2 separate regions of the Mus musculus genome follow, and region 2 is linked to region 1. Evidence: chromatin contacts called from public promoter capture Hi-C data. All regions are on one chromosome and are shown on one strand. Each heading gives the region's core, a stretch centred on a gene start, on an enhancer-like site or on the middle of the called end of the contact. The rest is flanking DNA. Distances are from core to core; before and after follow the strand shown.

Region 1 (4,567 bases), core at 760-3,259:
AAGAAAGAAAGAAAAAAAGAAAGAAAGAAAGAAAGAAAGAAAGAAAGAAAGAAAGAAAGAAAGAAAGAAAGAAAGAAATTCAGGAGAGGGTAAGCAGAGTGACAGTAGGATATAGTAAATTGAAATACATCATTTAATAGATTAAGATATGGGAAACACAGTATACAGCAAGAGGTTACTGTGGCATTCAACTGTATTGGGCCATAATTAATTTTTGATACATAGTGAACATTTTGCCATATTCTTGCTTAGCTATGTTTGCACTATGGTTATACGTACCACTTTTTAAAATGTCTTTCTGTTACCCTGTCTCATCCAAACCCTCCGAGTTGCTTTTTTAAAAGAGCTCCTTCATGTTCTAGAGAGCCCACTGCATTTAATGACTGCCACGGCTTAAATCCCGCACGCCTTTGTTTTATCCCCTCCTTAGCTCATCTACGGACCCACCAATCACACCAAACCCAGAAAGGATTCTGTACGTCTTTGCTCTGAAGAAACACTAAGGGTTGGAGGACACTGGGAAAGGCCATTCGGGAAAGCATCACCAGGTTCTCTCAGCCCTGTCTTCTCAGCGAGGTGCTCTTGATACCTGGGTTCCAGGACACCGTTGTGGCTATCTCTAAGGAACATGGAATTTGGCTTGTCCTTTAATAAATATGGTGACTACCTATAAAATCGATTACACCTGTTTGACTACAAAGGGATGGAATTTATCTTTAGTCTGCCATAAACTTGAGTGCATATTTAATAAATATAAAAAGTTTTATTAAGAAGGGGATTTAGGAGGATAAATGGGAGATTTTTTTTTTCTGCAGAAGCTTTTATTTTCAAAGATAAAAAGAATTTTTCAGTATTTTCTTTTCTCCTCGTGAGTTGGCATCTGTAGCCTGATTTATGTGGAGTTCTCCTAAATGGACCAGTCTTCTTGACTGATCTCTTGTCAAGATTGTAACAGATTTTTTCTTGAGATTCCTGTGTAGCCCTAGTCAAACCCTTGGAAGAAGTCATTCAGTAATCCAGTTATTCTTCACCATAAATACAACATCCTTTCTGTTGAGCTATGTGGGGGTGGGGGGCATCTTAATACAATCACACAGAAATTTGTACATCTTACTATTGATTCATTTATAGTTTCTATGTATGACAACTCTTACATCTGCCTTCCTGTTTGTACCTCATTCAGAAACAAATACAGTATCCATAATGTTTGATACCCAGGCCTATTGCTTGTTGGCCTTCAGAAGTTCAAAGGTGGAGTTAAATTTGAATTATTTGAATAATCTACATTAATCAGGTGAAAGCAATAATAATGTTACTCAATAAGCACATGTTTCTGATTTTGGCTACATACTAACCTCCATGAAATATAATAAAATCACGACTAACACTTACCATAACTTTTGTGACCTATGTAAAATTTTAAGAATGTCTTAAGGCTCCAGTTAGGAAGTTATGCACTAAAAGTGGCCACACAATTGAAAGCCGTTATAATTTGCTGTCAGTTATTAGGTCATTTTTTTTCAGTATATGAAAAACATCTGGCCTTATGAAATATTGAAATACTAAAATAAATATATGACACAACACAAACCAGGGCAAATTCTTCAGTAAACAAGAGAGGTTTAATTTTTATTGTTGTTCATCATTAGCTACAACAGCTATTTCTTGACAAAAACATTACAATGTTTAGGAAGCACTCATGAAAAATTAAAAATTTTTATTGTCTAGTTTCTGTTTTCTTTTACAAAATGGGAACGGTATTCATTTTATTTTACATGTAAATATTGTGTGTAAAGGCATACAGGCCGTAGCATGCGCAGAAAGAACTGGGACTAGGTAGCTGGTGACAGGGCTCATGAGCTGGCAGCTCTTTCAGAGTCCAGCGTTCATGTGGGGCAGCTTCAGGCATCCTCTGACGTCTGCAGGGAAAAGGTTGAGTCATCTGGGCTCTGGTCACAGAGCTGCTGTGGCACCCTCACCGTGGGCCTTCCTGTTCGTACTTCCTGTTCTGTCTCTCCTGCTCCCGAAGAGCTCAGGCGCAGGGGCCACGAGCTGCTGCCGTTGCATCAACTGACACCACCGTGGCAAAGTCAGCAGCCACACCATGCTGCCCTTATTCCTAGTCCTCTCATACCTAGGCCAAGTGATCGCTGCAGGCAAAGGTAAGCAAAGTCGCTGCTGGGCAGGGGACCACCTGTCAACAGGCCATCTGCCATGCTGGCTCCACAGTCTTTACTCCTGGAAGTTCAGAACAGGCTAGTGAAGGTGCATCAGAGCCCCACCCAGCTCCAGGGTCCAGGGGTTCAGCGGCCCATCTCTCCCTGCTAGTGGGAGAATTCAGCCCAAAGATCGTTGACCCTCCTTTGCTGAGAACATCTGTAAAGTGGGAGGAGACGGGGAGGGAGGAAGAAAGCTAGAGGCCCGTATGTCCCACGTGTTCTCTGCTTGGCTAGAGGACCATAGCCAAGACAGGTGCACTCACTGTCGCTCTCTCTGCAGACGTAGAAACACCACTTCTGCAGATCACAGTACCAGAGAAAATCGACACCAACATCCAGGATGCCAAGGAGGCAGAGACACAAGTAATTAAGAAACCGGATATTTGGAAAATGACGGGTGTTTATTTGTACTCTACTTCTGGTCCACATCAAAGAATTCCTACATAGCCATTTTGAAATTCTGTTTATGCCTAATTTAGTGTGATAAAGATTGTTGATCTGAGGCAGGGCAAAGGTCTCGGTTTTCTTGGACTTCCCAAGAGGAGTGTGAACATTGCCCAACTGTTTTATGTAAGACTCAAATGCTTTAGCTTCTGGTCTCCACACTGCCATGCATAGCTTACACGGCCACTAGTTATATATTCTTATAGGCGAGACTATACTAAAATTTATGGTGCATCATGATTTTTTAAACTGGTACCATAAATCCCTCCAAGCCCATAAATGCACGCGTTTTAAATCCTTCGGAAAGCAGAACAGTAAAGCATAAATTATAAAAATCATTCTAAAGACCAAAAAGAGATGCGTATTAAAGTAAGTGTCCATCTGCATACGTTCTGAGATACTCATTTTAACCAACTGAACTTTTAGTCACATACATTTTTTTTAATGACTCGATATGGCAATATTGTCTTTCTTCTTCTACAGTGTTACCTCATAGGTGTATAAAACTTCTGACCAGCAGAGAGCCTCAAGTTTTCTCAGAGCCATTTCCATAGGATGTCCGCAAAGTGGTTCGGAATGTTTTTAGTTCTTCCCAAGTCAGACAAGTGTTTCCTACAAAAGTCAGCACACTGACATCAATCATCGTCTCATGCTGCCCTAAATCATCTGCTTACAGTCTCCCTGCTTTTGTATTCTTAGACGTTTTAATTCAATATATAACATGGACGATAGCCTGCATAGTTTTAAAACTAGCCTCTTGGGATTTGACAATAGATAATATTCAATCCACAAGGAAATAATATTTCACACCCCAAACCATGGACGTGGCATTTTAAGTGATGTTTCTGTTTAGTCTTTGAAATTTTTCTTACATGTATATGACATATCTTGATCATACCCCACTCCTTTCCTTTTGTAGCTTCCTTGCAGGCCCCCCCCCCAATGTCCTCCATGTTCTTAGGTTGATTTTCTTTAAACACATTTTATCTGTATTCTTTATTCTCACCAGTTTGTGACATGCACGTGCCTGATTCACACCTGTCCTGTAGGTTTCATCACAACGTATCTGCATGCTGCTTCATTTTCTCGGGCTATAGAAACTGGCATCATGAAATTTGCTTTCCAGTTGTTTATCCTTTGATTTACAGGAGTAAAACATGCCCAGTATAGTTAATTGTATGTTTCGATCTTGCAAATAATGACTGCTACTATTTCTAATATGGATATATTTCATATGCCCTTTCAGTGTCTATGACCCCGGTGTTGTTTGGTAGCGGAAGACATTTGTATTTGATTGCTTCCCCCTTTAGGTTCAGTAACGACAGTAGCAGTGAGGGTATGCCAGTATTGGGTGAGAAAAACACAGCTTATAGGGTGTGTGTGTCTGTGTGTTTGTGTGTGTTATTTTACTTATTAAACGAGGATGGATGGAATATGGGATCAAGGGAAGTAACACATGAACTGGAAAGGGCACATATATGTAAGAAGCATGAGACATAGTAGAGACTGTTGTGAGGTCATTTGTGTTTGAGAATATGTAGGCTTTAATGTCTGGTCATATAAAATGTGCATATACATCAATCGTAGCCTGTTACTTTTAAGGAGTTGACATTTCTAATAATGGCTTTCTCTCTCTTCCCACTTTTGTTGTCACAGGTCACTTACGTGGTCAGAATTGAGGGCAAAGCATACACACTCCAACTTGAAAAACAGTAAGTCAGCAAGTGATCGCTCTCACTGCACACAGCTGTTTCCCCTCGCCTCTTCCTCAACTCTTCCCTAAGCTGAGCACAAGCAATCCATTTACTTAGCAGGCTCTGTCTTCTTTAAGATTCATGTGGAACTGAGATTTCTAAATCTTTCTTGTGAGATTTTAAACATAATAATCTACATTAATAATGTCT
Region 2 (4,327 bases), core at 1,044-3,543, 580 kb before region 1:
GACAGCAGAGGAGGCCTCTAGGAAAAGCTGTTGAACCTGTGGTCCCCTCTGTCCTGGACAAGGAGGCTGCTCTTATCCCATCGCCAAGAGCCCCTCCCCCATTTCCTTTCTGAGCTTTATTTTTACTATTGGCATTCTTTATTCTCAAACATTGGCTTTAAAAAAAAACTTTAAAGAAAAATAATGGGTTCCGTCACATCTTCACAAAGCATGTCACACACTTAGATTGTTAATTAACCTCCTATCCCCACCCTCACCCCCACCCCCATCCCCCTTCCTCCCAAATAGTTTCTTTCCCGCCTTCATGTGTCTTTTAAATCTAGATTCCACATATCAGTATAGTCCTTTCTAGTCCCTCAGAACCTGCTGGTTGCAACACACTTGGGGAATGTTTTTGGCTCTTAGAGACAAACAGGAAGATCCAACTGAGCCCAAGAGCAGAGAAGAATCAGAACCACAGCTGAAGAAATAATGTGAAATGCAGCCCCAGGCAGAAGGGCAGACATTTCCCCAGGAGTTCGGCAGAGGAGCCTGCGAATCTGGAAGGCATCATCCTGGAACTGGCTGGAGCCTTCACAGAGATGTCTCCGCAGTCAGTTATCTATGGGCTGTGGCCATCGAAGTCAAATCTGGTACCCAGGGCTCTTTGGGCCACACTGCTTCTTCTTGGCCACGCCCTGAACACAGTCATCTGCAGGGTCTCAACTGCTCCCAGCAAAACACGTCTTTCCCCTCTACTCCACATAATGTCTTCTGGTGGGATGAACACAGGCCACGTAAGTGTTTATGAGATGGATACAACATTTATTGCAGCCCAAGCAGGAAGCTCGGAACCTGAGAGGCCACGCCTCCTGCAGAGAACGCCGGAACACGGTGCTGCCCACAGCTCCATGTGTCTCAGCCTCCAGGGCAGAAAGGAAAGCAAGGCAGGGAGGATTCCCGGAAGGAACCCGGCGCCATTGCTGATTCTCCTGAAAGCCACTGGGAGCTACTTTCAGATTCCCTCTTATGGTCACTTTAATTAAGTAAATAACCCAAAAGTTTTAGGAAAATGGCCAACGTGAAAAGTCCAGGGGGCCTCAGCTACCTAAAGGTTCACAGTTTCTTCCATGTGGTCTGGAAAAGGGACCCTTTTAGATACAGCAACAGGAGAAGCTCTGCTCGCCAAGGAAAGAGAAGACGAGCCTAGACTCCATGGTGGCTGTCAGCCAGCAAAATCCCACAAGGATTGTGATTTGCATTCCAGGCCTTGTCCTTCGAGCCTTGCAGTAAACAGCACAGCAGCTCCCTTGTACATTAGCTCAGAAATATTGACTCCCTCTCCATCCTTCTGGGAGCTCTCGGTGTCTAGAGGCTTCTTTTGGGTCACAGGCGGTCTCTGCCTTCCTCGGGAGGTTAAAGGGTTCAGCTCTTCTTTTATTACCAAAATGTGAATCCCATAATCACATTGCTCCCACTGTTGAGTTAGCTGACCCCGCGAATCGACTGTTTTCATCAGAGAGATACCGTGAGCTACAATGGTATTTAGAGTGACGCAATGCCAAACCGAGGGAAAAGAGCATTCAGAAACAGTTACTGATACAAAATCATCTGGGCCTTTGGGAAGGGGAGAGAAAGCTCACGGCTTCCTCAGCCAGGGACCTCCCTAATAGTACAGGCTGCAAGCTCATTCTGGGGTAATTGTAGAGGCCTTGCCTGCCTCCTCCTGCCTACAGTTTCAACAGGCTCCTGTTCTCTGCCTCAGCTTTCAGCACACACCCAGGCAAACACACAGATAGATGCACATCCGCACCGACTCTTCAATGGCAGGTAGAGTCTGCACTCACCATCATTCCTGTTAGCACACTGACTTTACAAGATTAACCTCAAACCGACAGTTTAATTCCTGGGATTTTTTGACCTACTATGTGTATGTGTGCGCGCAAATGTTCAATTCACTTGGCTGTGTTAATTACAGATGAGTGAGCCCTACCGCAGTCTTCTTTACCAGTTTAGTGATACAGTTTGGGGACCAATTTTAAAGTCTTTGAGAAAGGATAGATGCCAAAGTGCCCTGTTTCCCACTAATCCACAGTGAGCAGCTTGCAAACCATGTCTAAAATTGTCCTCAATTCCAAGTTCTTTCTATACAATCAACCTCTCCAATATAATAATTCTAAAACCTTTTCTTGATCTCTGCTTTTAATAAAGTACATTTAGAGAGGATATGAATTCCAGATTTGATTTCAGACTCTGGGGATGTATATTCCTCTTCTGGAACGTGTATATCCGGTCCTGGGGTGAAAAGGGGCGGAGGGAGAGAGTGTGTGTTTCCACAGCATAACAAACATTCCTTGTATGGCTTGTGCTGTTTACACACTCAGCACATAGGGGAGAGGCAAAGAAGCCTGGGATAATGTTAGAGTCAGGTAAGGAATACTCTGCTGGTGCCGGGTGCCGGGTGCCGGGTGCCGGGTGCCGGGTGCCGGGTGCCGGGTGCCGGGTGCCGGGTGCCGTTGCCAACCTCTTTCTCTTGCTAATGTTTGGAGTTTTGTTTTTGGGTTTGGTTTTTTTTTTTTTTTCCCCTGTAGATGAATAACAACTACAGCGAATAAAGGATCCAGTGGATTCAGTTTTAGGTGATACTTGAGAAAGGGAGAAGGAAAGGGAAAGGGAGAGGGAGAGGGAGAGGGAGCGAGGGAGAGAGGGAGAGAGGGAGAGAGGGAGAGAGGGAGAGAGGGAGAGAGGGAGAGAGGGAGAGAGGGAGAGAGGGAGAGAGTCAGATAGACAGACTTTGTTTGATCACTGTCCTATCAATTCCTAAGCACTTTTGGCATAATGACTGGAATCTCCCCACCCCTAGGTATGACCTTGCCAGAGACCGGATTCCAGTCGTGGGATTCTCCTGCATAAAGGCTGGAAGAAATGATCTGGGCTGCTGAGCACAGGAAGCAGAAGGTGTGCTTCTGACTCATAACCCCCTCCGCTCGAGTGTGTCAGAGCATCTCCTGTGGAGTTGGAGAGATGCAGCCAGCTGGAGCTTGGGGCTAGGATAGGAAGCTTTGTCTCCTGTGGTGGGCTTGCTACCCAGGTGCCTTTGAATCATATAGCTCAGGGTTGACTCCTGAGTGTGACAAACAGAGATAGTAACTTAAATCTGCCGGCTTGTGGTTCAAATGAGCCCTGTCTTGTACTTGAAAAGGAGGTTAGGTGATGGCCTGGAGTTGCCAAAGCAGACACCTCAGTATAGGAGGATTCTCAGAGACAGTCTGATTTGTCCTCTGAGACCCCACGCCACTGTGTCGTGGAAGACAAACTTAGTTTTCTAGTCTCGTTTCCATCTCATGTTCCGGAACAGATTTCTTTGGATAATTTTATCTCTTTTGGAGAAATGCTGGTCTTTTAGATGTCCATGTCTCCCTTTCTTCATCGGGGTGGCCCCTGGGCATATAACAGAGAGGAGCAAGCTTGCTTCCATACGGTATTTCCTGATTACCCTCTATGTCTGATGGAATGTGGCTGGTCAGCTCTCCCTGGACCAGTGACTGTATGTCCTGGCCGTTGGCATTCAGCCAGGGTCTGTTCTAAAGCCTATTGTTGGATCGCTTGTGGTTCTGAGTCAGAGCCCAGGTTCCTTTTTTCCCTAATTCCTCTCCTCCTTAACCAAATCCCAGCCCTGGTTCAGTGGGCTGCTGGGTTTGGCTGGGATGCTGTAACGCTATGGAGGTCAGGACCCTAGCAATGTGTCTGGTAGCCCTTGGCCCCAGTGCCATCCTGATGCCACCACAGACTTCCTCTCTGGTAAATTCTGCAGCCAGACTCAACCAGACTCTGTGCCCCACCCCTGCAGGAGCCCAGAGGAAACTGGGGTTCTTTCCATACCACACAGGAACTGAGGGAAGCCTGGGAAAGCGAAACCCCGAGTCCTTCCATTGCCGAGTCACTCTGTGCTCTTCAGTGTGTTCAGATGTGGCCACTCTCAGATGGGTGTGGTGAGCCTGTTTCCATGCAGAATACCAACCAAGAAAGAAGGAGAAAGGACATGCATTGTGGTTAATTTATCTGCTATACCTTCACACTAGGGAAGCCCAGGGCAGACCAATGTGTCCCTCCAGCTTTGGTCTCCCTCCTACTTTCCGAGGGCCTGGATAAGAAATGGGCCAGCATCCTGCCTCTACAATGTATGCTTCTTCTCTCATCCTAGAGCCTGGCCTCCCTGCCTAGTTGCACAGACAGAGACAGGACTCTGGGCATGGAAATAACTCTGGCCTGAGTTCTGCCTACAGGCTTGTTTCTGGTTATCCAATTGGGGGAGTGAAAGAAAATTGGAAAATCCTGTTTGTCCTTC

Evidence for each region. Promoter capture Hi-C pulls out the DNA fragments that hold promoters and counts their contacts.
Region 2: a promoter capture Hi-C map of the C10 cell line shows a contact between it and region 1, with 4 times the contacts expected there. The contact joins the promoter of 5430421F17Rik here to the promoter of Adam3 in region 1. A contact is called at or near these places in 2 of 39 promoter capture datasets (the C10 cell line and pre-B cells).

What each region holds. Positions count from the first base shown.
Region 1 is chr8:24,723,294-24,727,860 of GRCm38.p6, reverse strand. Adam3 (a disintegrin and metallopeptidase domain 3 (cyritestin)) reads left to right here and starts at 2,009. Exons shown (of 22, transcript NM_009619.5): 1 at 2,009-2,162; 2 at 2,500-2,582; 3 at 4,320-4,375. The coding sequence starts at 2,105. It also overlaps a transcript of Adam5 not described here.
Region 2 is chr8:25,304,236-25,308,562 of GRCm38.p6, reverse strand. It overlaps 5430421F17Rik (RIKEN cDNA 5430421F17 gene), which reads left to right and starts at 2,293. Exons shown (of 3, transcript NR_040352.1): 1 at 2,293-2,408; 2 at 2,843-2,937; 3 at 3,830-4,327.